Regions from separate parts of the Hordeum vulgare genome. Here region 2 is linked to region 1. The links are chromatin contacts, called in public Hi-C maps. All regions are on one chromosome and are shown on one strand. Each heading gives the region's core, a stretch centred on a gene start, on an enhancer-like site or on the middle of the called end of the contact. The rest is flanking DNA. Distances are from core to core; before and after follow the strand shown.

Region 1 (7,183 bases), core at 1,653-4,152:
TCTCTGCCTCCCCACCCCCGCGTACCCCGTCGCTCCCGTGCGAGACCCGAAGCCCCCCACCACCGCCGCCGCCACCGTATCCAGCCACCTCCGCCGTCGTCGCATCCGGCCACCTCCGCCCCTGTCGCATCCAGCCATCTCCGCCCCCCGCATCGAGCGACCTCCGCCCCCGCATCCAGCCACCTCCGCCACCGCATTCGGCGACATCCGCTGCCGTCGCATCGGTCCACCTCCGCCCCCGCATCCGGTGACCTCCGCTACCGCCGCATCCGGCCACCTCTGCCCCCACATCCGGCGACGTCCGCCGCCGCCGCATCCACCACCTCGGCCCCCGCATCTGGCGCCACCTCCGCTGCCGCATCCGGCTGCTCTGTCAGCGATTCCATGGTTTGCACATCCAAACATGATTTGGAATTAGGTGCTAGCCTTTGATTCCAACAACAAATACCAAGCACATCCAAACAACAAAATTTGAAGTGGAGGCCATTTCCTTTCCATCTTGGATTTGATATTCGAGTCCAATTCAATTGCGAGCCAGTTTTTCCTACATCCAAACAAGGGGTTAGTGAAATCTTGTACGTGTAGAGCGTTGGTGTAGTTGGTATCTTTCTAATATTAATATAATTCTGTTTTCTAAGAAAAAACAATGACATTCTATTCAGGTCCATCGACCAACGCTATGTAATAACCTTTAGACTTAGGTCCAGTTCTTTTGAGCAGATTATGAAGAATCTCGTCCTAGAAAATCCTGAGAAAAAGAACTCGATTTGCTTTCCAAAATCTCGAGAGGATTCTACAAAATCCTAGTGTAAATCCAGAATCCCAACAAACATAGATTTTCGTAGAATCTCGGGATTCTCATAAGTCCCACAAAAGAAAACGTTTCAAATATGAGAATACCCCTATTGAAGGGATAATTTACAGCCAAACTGCCCCTCGCATGATCGAATGACCAAGCATCTGCTTGATCCCATCATCCCAATGAGCACTAGCCGCTCCGCCCGCCGTTGGACGGGAGCTCTGCCAGCCCGCCTCCGGCCACCCTTTGGTCGTCCAGCCCACACGCTGCGGTCGGACAAGAACTCCTCCGCCCCGCTCCCCACGATGGCCCACCTCGTCGCCGTCGGACGAGAGCTCCGCCGCCCCGCTCCTCACGATAGACCCCCTCGCCGCCGCCGGACGAGAGCTCCGCTGCCCCGCTCCTCACGCCGCCGTCGGACGACAGCTTCGCCAGCCCCGCTCGTCACGACGCCGCCGGATGGGAGCTTCGTCGGCTCCGCTCCTCACGACGCCGCTAGATGTTTTAGATGCAGAAAGTCAGTTCAACTAAAGGGCCGAACAAACATTTCTGTCACACAACTCACTCCATAATTTCAAACTACAATCTCAGAAAAGAACTGGGGTGACAGATTCTGTGAGAAGCAAATTCTATGAGAATTTTTCAAAATCTTGGTTCTGCTGAATCCTGCCCGAAAATAACTGGGCCTTAGTATATGTCCGTTTTAGACTTGTGCTCGCACCTCTTAATGAAGCCGGGCCACGGTTTATCGTGGTGTGCCTCTCTGCACTGTCCGTCGTAACTATGTAATGCTTAAACTCGCTGCTCTTGGCGGCCTTTGAGTAATGTATTCACGCGGGGGAGCGGTGAATCCAAATAGAAGATGCAAAAATACTCAACTAATATATTTCTAAGAGATACAATCAAAGGCCGCCATATGTCTATACAATCAAAGATGCAAATATACTCAACTAGTATATGTCCTATTTTTGCAATATTTTAGTGAAGTTTGATTGTATGGAACACAAATTTTTGTATAATAATATGATAACTAAAGATGGAAACACATATATTCGTTGAGTATTCTTACACAGATTTTTGTATAATAATATGATAACTAAAGAAGGAAACATTTTTATCCAAATATGATAACTAAAGATGCAATTGTGTGTAAGTAGCATATTTGTTGTATGCTCTTTCTGAATGAATGTTTCTTTCTAGAAACACATATGTTGTCGTTTACATACACTCACACGTATGAACACGCACATACCTGACTCTTACGAGAACCTCGGAAAGACCGAGCGACATATAATTAAATGTTCACAAAGAGAAAAGACAATCTCCATGAATAACTAATTCTAAAAGAAATATAGGTAACTTTGCAATTGTTTGGTAAAACCACGTGAAGTTCATAATTCAACATTTGTTTTTACTATCTTATCTATTCTCTCATTTATTCTACCCAGTTTTACTCTTCTCAACCACTGTAATTAAGATATAGTCTTCACACAAGGACCCCCTTCGTAGACTACTACTTAGTGTCTCTCTTCATTGCCAAGTGATATTTGCCAAGAGCTCAGACATTATATATACTCAATATGTGATTGTAGGTGTGCATGCAGTCCAGTCCAATACTACGTAGTATGTGATTCGGTTGGTTGTCGATGTACCACCATGATGAAAATTATATTTATTATTTAGTTGCTTCACATTCGTCTATGTGCTCGTTAGTACGACATTTCGGCATAGGAGGCGTCAGGATGCAAAAATGTGTAATAAGCAAGTTTGAGAGAGATCCAACACAGGTGGCAATCTGCTGTCTCCTGAATAAGTGTAGCGCCAATACGCGATTAGTTGCCACCGCACATTTTATATATACTGGGAATTGAAGAACAGGAACTAGTAAGAGTTCCTGTTCGACGGGCCAAATGCTTCTGGTTGACCCGTGCTTCACAAGTTGAGACTTGATCGACGAGCGAATACGGGCATAGTGCTACTAACGGTTGATAATCTGACGCGATTAGTTGTCCGTGGAGTGAATGGGTCGAGGCGCAGTCCGCACACACGTCGACACGTTGCGAACCTGATGCCGGTGTTGAAAAGTTCCTTGCCGTGCCTAAGTAGTATCTGTCGTTCTGTCCGTCATCGGTTCGATCCAGCGAGAAACGACGAGGCAACTTGAGTTCGTCTGATAGGGACAAAAGTAAAGGATAAACCGTTCTCGTGTATGAAAAAAGGTGAGAAGGTTGCGTACCTTTGCGACGAAGCGATTCGTGCCTTGACCTTGCTGCGAGTAGAATGAGCTGCGCCATGCATGCACGCCCTGCAGGCAAAACCCAACAGGGCCACCTGGCCAGAGTACATCTTGGATTCTTGGTGTCACGTTTTTTTTTTTTTGAAAAAGAAGATGACCCGGCTTGTGCATCAGCCTGATGCATAGAGCCATACTATTAAGCAAAGGGTTTTAAAATCTCAATGATCTAGTATATGATCCGTTAAAAGGTCAGATGAAATCAAATAAAACGGTAAAATGGCACAACGGACAAAAATAGGACAAGATGACTCAACATCTAGTCTATTATTGGACCGTCATCCAAATCGGTTGTAAATATCGTGCGCTATCATCTTTCACTGGATGCATCCAGTAACCAAAGGATCCTCGCTTCCGCAAGAGTGACTAACGACCATGTACGGATCCAAATAGTAGCCTTGTAGATTATTATAAAAGTTTAACCCGAGTTTGTCTGTTAAAAACTATATCGTTTCTGCAGTTTCATATAGCTCACAATAACGCACATACTCCTGTACGAATATGTGCCGTCTTAGTTGGATCAACCCCATTGAGACACATACCGAATAACGTGTGAATACAATTTGGTGGGTAATATTAAAAGTTACATGGACTGCACGCCATAATATTCTAGCCATCGGGCACTCGAGAACGAGGTGTTTAATTGAATCATTTTGATCACAGAAGTAACAAGGCCAAGTTATCCGCAGTGAGAATCACCTCGTTATGAACAAACCACATAACAACTTTGATTCTTAAGGGTATTTTAATTTTCCAAATATGTATCGATCTTAGAATTGGACCTGAGTTGATTAAATCGATGTACATAGATTTCATTGAGAAGAAGAGGGGATGGAGCCGTTGCTGGATCAGGGAATTCTGGGCGACCCTGGAGCGCCTGGCGATCTGGAATTGCGGGACGACGCCGGAGCTGTGATCCAGGGGAAGGAGGACTTGTCCACGCCGCCGGTCGTGAGAGCTCGCGTCGGTGCTTCGCGGGCAGGCCGGACTTCGCCGGCAAGACAACTGCACCGGCGAATTTTTTGGTCTGTTTGTTTTTCAGAGGTTGGTTCATCTCAGGTGGAGGGTATGGTTGTTTTCAATCCTATCTCCTCTTGGCTATCACTTCGTGATGGAGATGATGATATTCTTGCCGGACGGTACTTCGAGGGTGTTCAGTTCGCGGCAGGTTTTTGTTTCAAGGTTGATATTTACTTTGTTCGTTGTGTATCTGAGATCTTTCATCAGCCGGTGGCGCCCGAAATTGCTCAGGTATGCAATATCTCCTCTGACGACGAAGGCAACGATGGAGCGGTCTTGAGTTCAAGCCCGAGTAGGGGGAAGTTTTGGGACTGCCACTCGGATGCGGAGGAGGACGACGAACAAGTTCAGTTCCAGAATGTAGGCAGGGATGCCCCTGATTGCACAGCTGGGATCGTGAAGAATACGTCGCCGGTCTCTCCGCTCAGCCCGTCGCCATCTCCGGCAGCCATGCTGGACGCCAGGATCGTACACGATCCTATTCTGCAGAGGAAGAAGACGCAGGGGATTGCTAGGAAGCCATGGGTCGGTGCATTGCCTAAGGTAAACCTCCCTCCCCTTGTGTTGTCAGATTTTTTCAAGCCCGATTGCTGGGTTACTGGGAGGCGTAGTTCGAAGAACCATCTTAAACCGGCAAGGATAGTTCCTCCGGCGTTGATTGTGCCTTCAACTCGGGCCAATAGACAACAATTTTTGTTGTCAGTTCTTGCGGCGGAGAGTCCCGCTGATCAGGCGCCAATCTCGCCGAGTCCAGGGTGTATGGCCCTCACCGACGCAGCGGTGCTTGACCTGGTTACGGGTTCGACTCCAACTGAGAATAATTGTCACGATGTGGGCCTTGATGGTCTGGCGTGCAAGGTAGTATCTCCTTGGCCGAATCCTGCTGGGGGTTCAGATCAACCTATCTTAACCGCTGAGAACGATTGTGGATCAATCAGAGTTCGTCGCGGGCGCCCAGGTTTTCCTAGGTTGGGAGTCGGCCGCGCGGCGTTTGTTCTTGCCGCTGCTGATCTCTCGATCATGGCAGGGAGGGGTACTGCTCCGCCAGCTAAGTTGCCGCCGCCCAAGGTGATGTCTGGGAAGGGGCCGCCTCCGGCCGGGGCTTCGCACGCACCGCTGCCGTCTGGGGCGTCTGCCTCGCAGCGTCCTTTGCAGCAATCGGCGCGCCAGGGGAATCAGCTGGCTGCGAGGGGGATGACCCAGGGGAGTCGGCCGCCAGCCCAGGTGCCCAGGAACTTGCAACAGCAGGGTGCAGGAGGGTCTGGGGGGCCTGAAACGAATCAAGGGCAGTCTCGCAGCCGGTGGGGAGACGATGGAGTTGGTGCCTACGGTCATGGCCAGCATCGCGGTGCTTCTTCTGCTGGAGGCGGTCGGGGTGCTTGGCAGGGGCCTCCGGGGAATTTTGTGCAAGGTGTTGCTGGTCCTTCGCATCCTAAGAGAGGGGGCTATAGGCAGAATTGGGCTGCTCGAGGCGGAGGCAGAAAGTCTAAGCATTCGCTGCCAACTCCTGAGGTTCTTGAACCAATAGCGGAGGTGCAGGTTCAGGGGCGGTCTGGGAGCCCTGCTGCTGCGTTACTACCGGGGCCTGGAGATGCTGAGGGTCCGACTCAGCTCAAGGACAGCACTATTGTTAAATCAGATGGGGGAGATAGACCATCTAAGTGGGCGCGCAAGAAGGAAAAGATGACGTGCTACCGCTGTGGTGAGAATGGTCACTTTGTGTCCGAATGTACAGCGGAATTATGTGAGTTCTGTCTCAAACCAGTACATGGTCTACTTAAGTGTCCTCTCACAGTTGGAATTATGCCGACAGTAGCGATTTATGGGACTTGTTGTGAGGACCTAATGTTTTTTGAGTCACCTGCTGGGACTTCTGCGGTGCATGCTCCCGATGTAACCCTTACTGGTAAGGTGACTGTGGCCAGTGGGTCTATGACTGCAGACCAGGTTGGCCAGCAACTGAGAGAGCTGGTGTCTTCTTCTTTTCGATGGGACCCTATTGCTGTTGCTGACAATGTGTTCAAGGTTGTTTTTCCTTCCAAGGAAGACTTGGCGCGGCTGCTGAAATTCGGTATGTGCAGAGTGCCAAGCACGTGCTATATCTTAGAGTTTGATTCCTGGAAGGGTGATGAGCCTCAGGGGACTCCGCTGGATCAGATTTGGGTCCGGTTTGCGGGCGTACCGTCGAAGGCGGTGAGTGATTTTCATGTTGCTTGGAGCCTTGGGTCATTGATAGGAAAGACTGAGAAGGTGGACATGGTGTTTTCTCGCGCCAAAGGGGTTGCGCGGATGTTGGTCAGTGTGATTGATATTGGACTTGTGCCAGATGAGGTCCTTTGGGTTTATGAGGGTATGAGGTATACTCTTCGCTTAGAGATTGAGAGACCTCTCATGGTTGTTGATGAGGAGAAACAAACAGATGCAGATATGTTTGATGGGGATGATGAGTCCCGTGCTAAGGAGTCAGACAAGGACGGGGCAGCCTCCAACCATGCCGTTTTGCCGAATGATCCTAAGACACCGACTGCAGGTGGAGCGGGTATGTCCGCACCGGTAACACAGGTGCGTTTTGGTTCTTTGGAGCCGGCTTCTGCACCTGCAAGGTTCATTGCCTCGGCGAGGGACGCCGGGCTGGGTAGAAAGGTCCGGTTGTCTATTCCTGGGAAGCAGAGATCTTCGACGGCATTGCAGCCCTCTTCGCCGGTGGTTGGGTTGCCGTCAGTTTCTTTGGAGCAGTATTTTGCTAAGGCTAAGGGTGACTCCATGCTGCCGCAGCAGGTTGAGCCAGGCATGGCGGTAGATGCCACTGTGGAGGAGCACGCTCTGCAGGGTGGAGGCCAGGGAGTAACATCCCAGTCTGTTGGGGCGGTAGCGACGTCTACTGGAGTACCGGATGCTCCAACAGATGTGCTGGTGGCAGCTGATGCTCTTGCGCCAGTGGAGGTTGCCGATCAGCAGAGGACTCAGGATTCGGGAGTGATGTTTCAGCTAGACTCTGTGCTGCCTCAGCTGGCGACAGAGGAGGGGTCGGCGCCTATTTCGGCCTCACAGGTGAGTCCGATTTTGGAGCC
Region 2 (6,791 bases), core at 3,625-6,124, 51 kb before region 1:
ATACCGTATCGTCAAGGGGTCCGGCGGTAAGAAAAATGTCAGATCCCGAAATTTTTGCAAACTGGGGTCAGATTTGGATCAACTTCTTCAAAAGGGTCAAAACACGAAATTTGTACTCCATGGGACGATGTTTTCGCGACTAGTGAGGCGAGCTGATGGTTCTTAAGAGTATCTCCGCACAAAAAATTTGCGCAGTACAATAGTTTTAGCGCGTAGTTTCAAAACATCCCCACTGCGTCCCCGACCCCCGCGTCCCTTCTCGAGGCAACACGGGGGAACCTCAGCTCCCCGCCGTCGCCCGACCCTCATCCCCCCCTCGCCGCCGTCAAGGGACACTGTCGGGCAAAACCCGGGAGGACCGGCCGGGGGGGGGGGGGGGGGGGCTCTCCTCGGCGCGGCTCGTTGCTCCATGGCCATGGCACGGTGCTGAGTCAACGGTTGCTCTTGGTGGCATGGTGCTACGAGGGTGCGAGGGCGACATGCCATGGTGGTTGCAGGCCTTATGTGATTTCCGTTCGGAGGTGCTGCTTGCGGTTGCGGTGGCCGGAGGTCTCGGTTAGTCCTGATCCCCTCCCTGGATCTGGACCTGGCTGACCAGGACCCGAGCGTGGCTGCCGACATGCGTGGTGACGCCGGGCCTCCACGACTGTTTTGCACAATGGTAGTGCTGGCGGTTGCGTTGGGGGCGAGGTGTGGTGTGGCGGCGCGAACTACCATCTAGGTTGGTGGTGGAGCTTCGATGGCTTGGCTAGGATGATGTTCCTAGCGAGCAGTGAGCGTCCGGGCCACCTCTAGGCTGTGTGGCGAGCGACGATGGCCTTTCGATGGTGCCGGTGTGGGAGTTGCCTGCGGCTAGATGTTGGATCGTCGAAAGCCTGTCACTTTGGAGCAGTTGATATCTTTCCGTGGCGGTTCTGGCCCTTGATGAATGAGTTGGATCGTCGAAAATCTTGCCCAACTCTTGTCGGGCCGGCGGCGATGGCGCCCATGGTGTCGTCCCACTCCTTGGAGGCATCAAGGAGAATTCGACATTTCCCTCGCTTTTGTGGAGTTGGTTGTTGTCTCTGGGCGAAAGCCTTGATTCAGTCGGATCGACACGATAGCGGCGTTCTCAACGTCGCTCCCCTGTTGGAAGCACCGTGTTTGGAGGCACGGCTTCGCTCCTAGCTGCTCTTCTTCGGTGTTTGCCATGGTCCTATTTTGATTCCCGGCGGTGCTATCCAAGACGATGTCTTCCTCGGATCAGAGCAAGTCATGCCATTTTCCTACCACCGCCTTTTAGGCATTCAGGGTGGATGGCGCGTCGACAAGGGAAGCTCTGTGGGAGTAGCTGATCTTTGGAGGTGCCCGGCTTGTGCTTTGTAGTATTGTATGGTCGTTCGTGGCTGTTGCTAGATATGTATCTGTAGCACTTTTAGCGCGTCGGGGCCAACATTGATTTTCCACATGCCAAAAACGCGTGTCAAGAAACACGCAGTACAAATTATGAAGCGCGTGCAATCTGACGTCTTAAATTTACCGTGTGAGATGATGCCTTTTAACGCGTGCCCAATTTTTTTACACGCACACTATTTTCCAGCTTCTGCTGAAACTGTCCACGCAAAAAACATTTTTTACTACACAAAGCAATTTTTGGACGCGTGTTGGAGATGCTCTAAGAGCATCTACAGCGGGACCCCTAAAATACGACCCTTAAACATCCGCGTACGCGGGCACTGATCGGACGCGCCTTATTTTTTCCTTCCACATCCTCACTACTTATATCCAAACCCTCATATCCATACAAACGCATGCAACACTATGTAAAACCAGAGATCAACATCTTCCTTCGGATCGGATTGTTTCGTCGAACAAAAGGATCATAGTACATCGGCAAATTCATACTACAAACTACTTTAGCATAATTAAAATATAAACAAAACAGGGATAGGGCGGAGGAAATCACCATTTCCTTGCCGCCTCCTTCCCCTTCTGGTCGTCCATACCGATGTGCCCCTCCTCTGTGTAGGCGTCGGCATGCGGTGGAGCATTGTCGTCATCGTCGTCGTCGGAGCCGGACGTGGTGAAGACGTCGCTATCATCCTCGTTGGAGCCGCACCGCATGCCGGACAGCCCGCGGAGCAGGCGCTCCCGCTCCTTCACATGGCGAGTTACTTTCGCCTTTGCCGCCGCCTCTTTCGTTGCTTCGCGCTCCGATAACTCGATGGCCAGTCGGAGCGCCTCAACATTCTTGCGGCGGAGGCGGCGCGCATCCGTCGCTGCCGTCGTCAGCGAGCGACGAAGGATGCCCGTGAGGAGCGCGTCCTCGGGGTCGACCGACATGCTCGAGGTTGAACGCCGCGCGGCCAGCCCACCCCTCTCCCTAGCCCGCTGTTGCTGCGCCCCGTCTCTGACGCAGGCACGAGGACCCAACAGTGTTCACGCACCACTTTCAGAGCAGAAGGTGGTGGAGGTGGGAGGCGTACCTGCCCTGGAACAGACCTCCCGAAGCGGGAGTGACCGGAGCTGTGTGCCTCGCGAGAAGGGCCCGCGACGTCGCCTGCGCTGGAGGATGCCGATCCACCGCCGTCAACGCTCCGTTGGCGTGCGACGGGCCCGGAGGATGCAGATCCACCGTCGTCGGGGCCGCCTTGGTCCTGTAGCGACCAACACAACGCGATGCGAAGGGCCACCTCCTCCACATCGATGTTTGACCCATCAGAGCTGCTTCCGTCGCCGGCCATCGAATCAAAGCGTGGGGAGGGGAAGTGGAGTGGATGGAGAGTGAACTGCCGGTTGTCTAGGGTTTTCCTGATTCGGGTATTTAGTGGGGTGATAGTGGGTCGGACTAACGTGTCGATGGGGTCGGTGGTGGGCTAGGCAGTGAGGCGGGCGTGTCTGGGTTCCTCATATCCGTTCATATTTGGGTTGGATATGAGGAGTGCCAGTCCACCCGAGCATTTGAGGGTCACTTAGACCGTCTGGATCAATTTTTCGTGACCGTGTCTTGTCCGAATGACCTCGTCGGATGTATGAGACGAATATAAGTGCTCCTGCTATAGATGCTCTGTAGAGGTGCTCAAGACCCGATTGCATTTCTCTTTCTCTATTTGGGTCAGGGAGACGATTGTTCGTCCTTCATGCAAATGTCAGGATGAGTCTGTACCTTTTCTCTTTTATCACTTTGGGTCCAGTTGTAAACTGCACTATACCTTCATAAAAAATGCTAGACCTATAAAAACTTACAAAGGTTTACTTAACCTTTCAAACTAACTCTTCTCTCCCCCTTGATTTTTAGTGACGGTGGCCCCTCATCTCTCAATTACCAATCACAATCTTACACATCGGTTTGTACGTAAAATCTTTACGTAAGTCTTTGTAGGTGTAGCATTACTCGTACCTCCGTTCAAGTTTAATGATTTTTCATGAAGTTTCTGGGTCATTCGGGACCCAAGCATCGTTCAAAACTCAAAAGATATAATATAAAGAGCTCAAACGTATCTCTTATTATTATTTCACAATCGGAAAACAAATACTCCTACGTACAAAGGTAAAAATCCTCTGCAGAGTATCAGCGGCATCATGCAATTTTTCACACTATACAAAAGAACAGAGCACTCAGATAGCTAGCATGGCGTAGCCGATGCCTGCTGCAAGCGTGCCGATCAGCCCTGCCGTCACCGGAGCGGCCGCGCTTCCCGGCGTGGTCGCGCTCGCCCCGCCGGCACCCGGCGCCGGCGGGCTGTTCGTGTCGGATCCAGGGGTGCCCGGCGATGATCCGCCTCCAGCTCCAGGTGTTCCCGGTGACGGAGCTAGACCTGTCGGTGATGGTGGCGAGTCCGGGGTTGCCACGGGAGCAACCGTCGGAGGCATCGGTTCGCCGGACGGCGGTGTCATGGAAGGAGGGGACATCGGGCTCGGCATCGGCGCGCCGGACGGTGGCGTCATGGAAGGAGGGGACAACGGGCTCGGCATAGGTGCGCCGGACGGTGGTGTCATGGAAGGGGGAGACATCGGGCTGGGCATCGGCGCGCCGGCCGGCGGTGTCATGGAAGGAGGGGACATCGGGCTGGGCATCGGTGCGGCGGACGGCGGTGTCATGGAAGGGGGTGACATCGGGCTCGGCATCGGCGTAGCCGACGGCGGCGTCATAGAAGGAGGCGACATCGGGCTAGGCATGGGCGGTGTCATGGAAGGAGGCGACATCGGGCTGGGCATGGGCGGCGCGGACGACGGCGGCATGGAGGGTTGAGGAGGCGGCGGCGGCGGCAGGAGTCCCGGCGGCGTGTGCTCGACGGAGAGCACGACGACGATGAGCTTCTGCTCGGCCTTGCAGCTGGCCTCGTTGCCGCTGATGAAGAAGAAGGGGCCGGAGCGGTCGAGCGTGAAGACGGTGCTGCCGCCCTGGAACTTGCTCACGTACGTCGTGGTGTTGCAGGCGTTGTACGCCGCCTGGTCCACCAGCAGCACCGAGTCCGTGTCCTTGGGGTACACGAACACTGCGACAAAAGAAACCCGTCAGCTCACCATGCCATCCATCCACGGCCATGGACGAACGAACGAACCTTCGTCCATCCGATGATATGATCGACTGGGTGTGCAACTTACGGAGCTGGTCGCCGATGACGAACCGCATGCGCGCCGCCCACGAGTTCAGCGGCTCGGCGCCGGCGCCGGGCACGCTCCACCCCCGCTGCTCGCCGACCCGGTACTGCGCCGCGCTCGCCGCCGCGGCGACGAGCGCGAAGCAGAGCAGCCCCGCCACACCACGAGCGCTCGCCATGTCTGGAAGATCACTACCTCCTAAGTCCTAACTGTACTAACAAATATCAAGGGGTGCAACTTTGCAGTCGCACTTGTGTGATCGGCCTGTGTATGTAGTGAGCTCGGGTTGGGAAGAGACAAGGGTGGTTGGGGGGGTATTTGAAGAGCTCAACGAAAGGGAACTGGGACTTTACGTACGACGTGTCAGGCCGCGTCGATCGATCACCCGGATCAGATGCCAGGAGCCAAGTTCGCACAGGTATCCATCCATCCATACGGATCGACATCTTTTCGTTCACGTGGCTGAAAGCTTCCGGGTGCTGGGGTTGGAACCTTGACGAATCGCCGGTTGACGCCGGAATAGCAAGTCTAGTCTATACCTTTTGTTTTGGAGAATCGGTCTAGTCTATACCTTGTTGGGGGGTGCACGCACCACCCAGGTGTCCGTCCGTGGGAGCCCACACGGTTTCACGGGGAAAATTCGGGTACGTACGTACGCTGGCCGGCGGCGTCGTTGTCCGGGGAGTGATGACTGATGAGTCAGTCGGCCGTGCTCCGTGCTGCATGCTGTTGTCGACCGCAGGCCGCACGCACGTCGGCAGCGGGGGACCGGGGACTCGGTGTGGTGACCCGGGCGGCAGCTTCGGTCGTTGTTTCCGTCCGTATGTTGGCCGGGCAGGCACGGTCCGGCGAGCAGCGGGAAGTGGAGTTTGAGTTCGTTTGGAGAGGAATGTGAGGGTGATCCTCTGTTTTGTTTTCTTAGGGAAGGATTGATCCCTTGCTTTGTTTGTCAGTGGAAGAGACAAGGTCTTTTTTGGAAGTTTCGGAGGAATGCTAGGCTTGCATGAATCAAGCTATATGGATTTTACCTACGGTCTGTTTGGTTGTTTGCATTATGTCTAAAAATCAGGCCTACATTATGCAGTTTTGTTCGGTTTGATTGCTTGACTTGTATCAAAGCATTGACTCCCATGAACCTTAGAACACATGTGGGCCTGGCTGAGGAGTACGATTGAATCGGCCCATAGCTAGGCCCAAGCAATACAACCCGAGGCACATGTGGGTCGGATGCTGCACAGGAGGAGCCATACTTGAAGCGCCGCCATAACTCAACTCACCATTCTCTCATCACCCATTCTCCCTTTCCTCCACTCTCACATCAGCGGTGCCGAGCACAAGATCTGGACGGCAAGCAATAGCGGCGAGCAGTGGAGTGAAGATCTAGACCGCGAGTACCGATCACTGGCTTCATTGTCGTGGGAATGATCCTCACAATAGTATCAGGGGTACGAACGAGGGGCGAAGCCTAGCTACGACGCACTGGTTGCACTCGGATGTACGAGTTCGGACCCCACTCGGAAATGGTAAAGACCCTACGTCTCGAGCCTGGAGGTTATTTTGCTTATGGGGGCGTGCGAATACAAAATGCTCAACCCTCGCCCAGGAGCTTGGGTGTAGCTTATATAGAGTGCGCCACGACCAAATGAGCGTCATTAGAAGGAGGAGTTAATGCTAATAACAACAGAAGTTACTAGTAACACCATCTCTAACTCTCGCGTTACTAGTAACACCGGTCTTCACTGTACTTTATGTGGTAGTTTAAGTTCGTTGTCGTTGTTGTCCCTTCATCGTCCGCACCTTGCTTTAGTCCGAGTGTCGGGGGTCGTCCGAGTGACCTTGTGCATCTGAGTGAGAATCTGTTCACCCGAGTGAGACCAAGACTGCACCAGTAGCTTGGAGGACATTGATGACTATGTGGGGCCTTAGGTTGGCCCTAGAATGCAGGTATGTGGCCCTAACCCTAAAGTACAACCCCATCACTCATCACCCCCACCAGCAGGCGTTCATCAATGGCAGTTAGCTGTCTATTCCCAATGGAATCGATTTATCATGCCCACATTCGATATGCGCATAGCGCAATAGGCATCCAAGCTATCTCTCGAGGTCGATTTGGTACGCGTTTTAGGCATATCCGATTAGCGATTTGAGTAGTCCAAACGGGGTTTAGTGCAATTTTCTCGGGGGTGGGGTGGGGGGGGGGTTGGGGG

Evidence for each region. Hi-C and Micro-C count contacts between places; a contact is called where the count stands out from the background.
Region 2: a contact with region 1 is called in a Hi-C map of leaf, with 1.8 times the contacts expected there. The contact joins the promoter of LOC123409303 here to the enhancer-like site in region 1. A contact is called at or near these places in 2 of 6 Hi-C or Micro-C datasets (leaf and seedling).

Annotation. Positions count from the first base shown.
Region 1 is chr7H:587,287,395-587,294,577 of MorexV3_pseudomolecules_assembly, reverse strand. No RefSeq gene overlaps it. Among protein-coding and RNA genes, the nearest start is that of LOC123409303, 52 kb to the left of the region's middle. Within about 2 kb of position 2,902, at least 1 of the 3 cell types and tissues checked has open chromatin away from gene starts, as enhancers often do. A contact at or near this core is called in leaf, where this site is marked.
Region 2 is chr7H:587,340,672-587,347,462 of MorexV3_pseudomolecules_assembly, reverse strand. LOC123409303 (vegetative cell wall protein gp1-like) reads right to left here and starts at 4,874. Exons shown (of 2, transcript XM_045102241.1): 1 at 4,588-4,874; 2 at 3,463-4,478. The coding sequence starts at 4,762. The coding sequence ends at 3,598.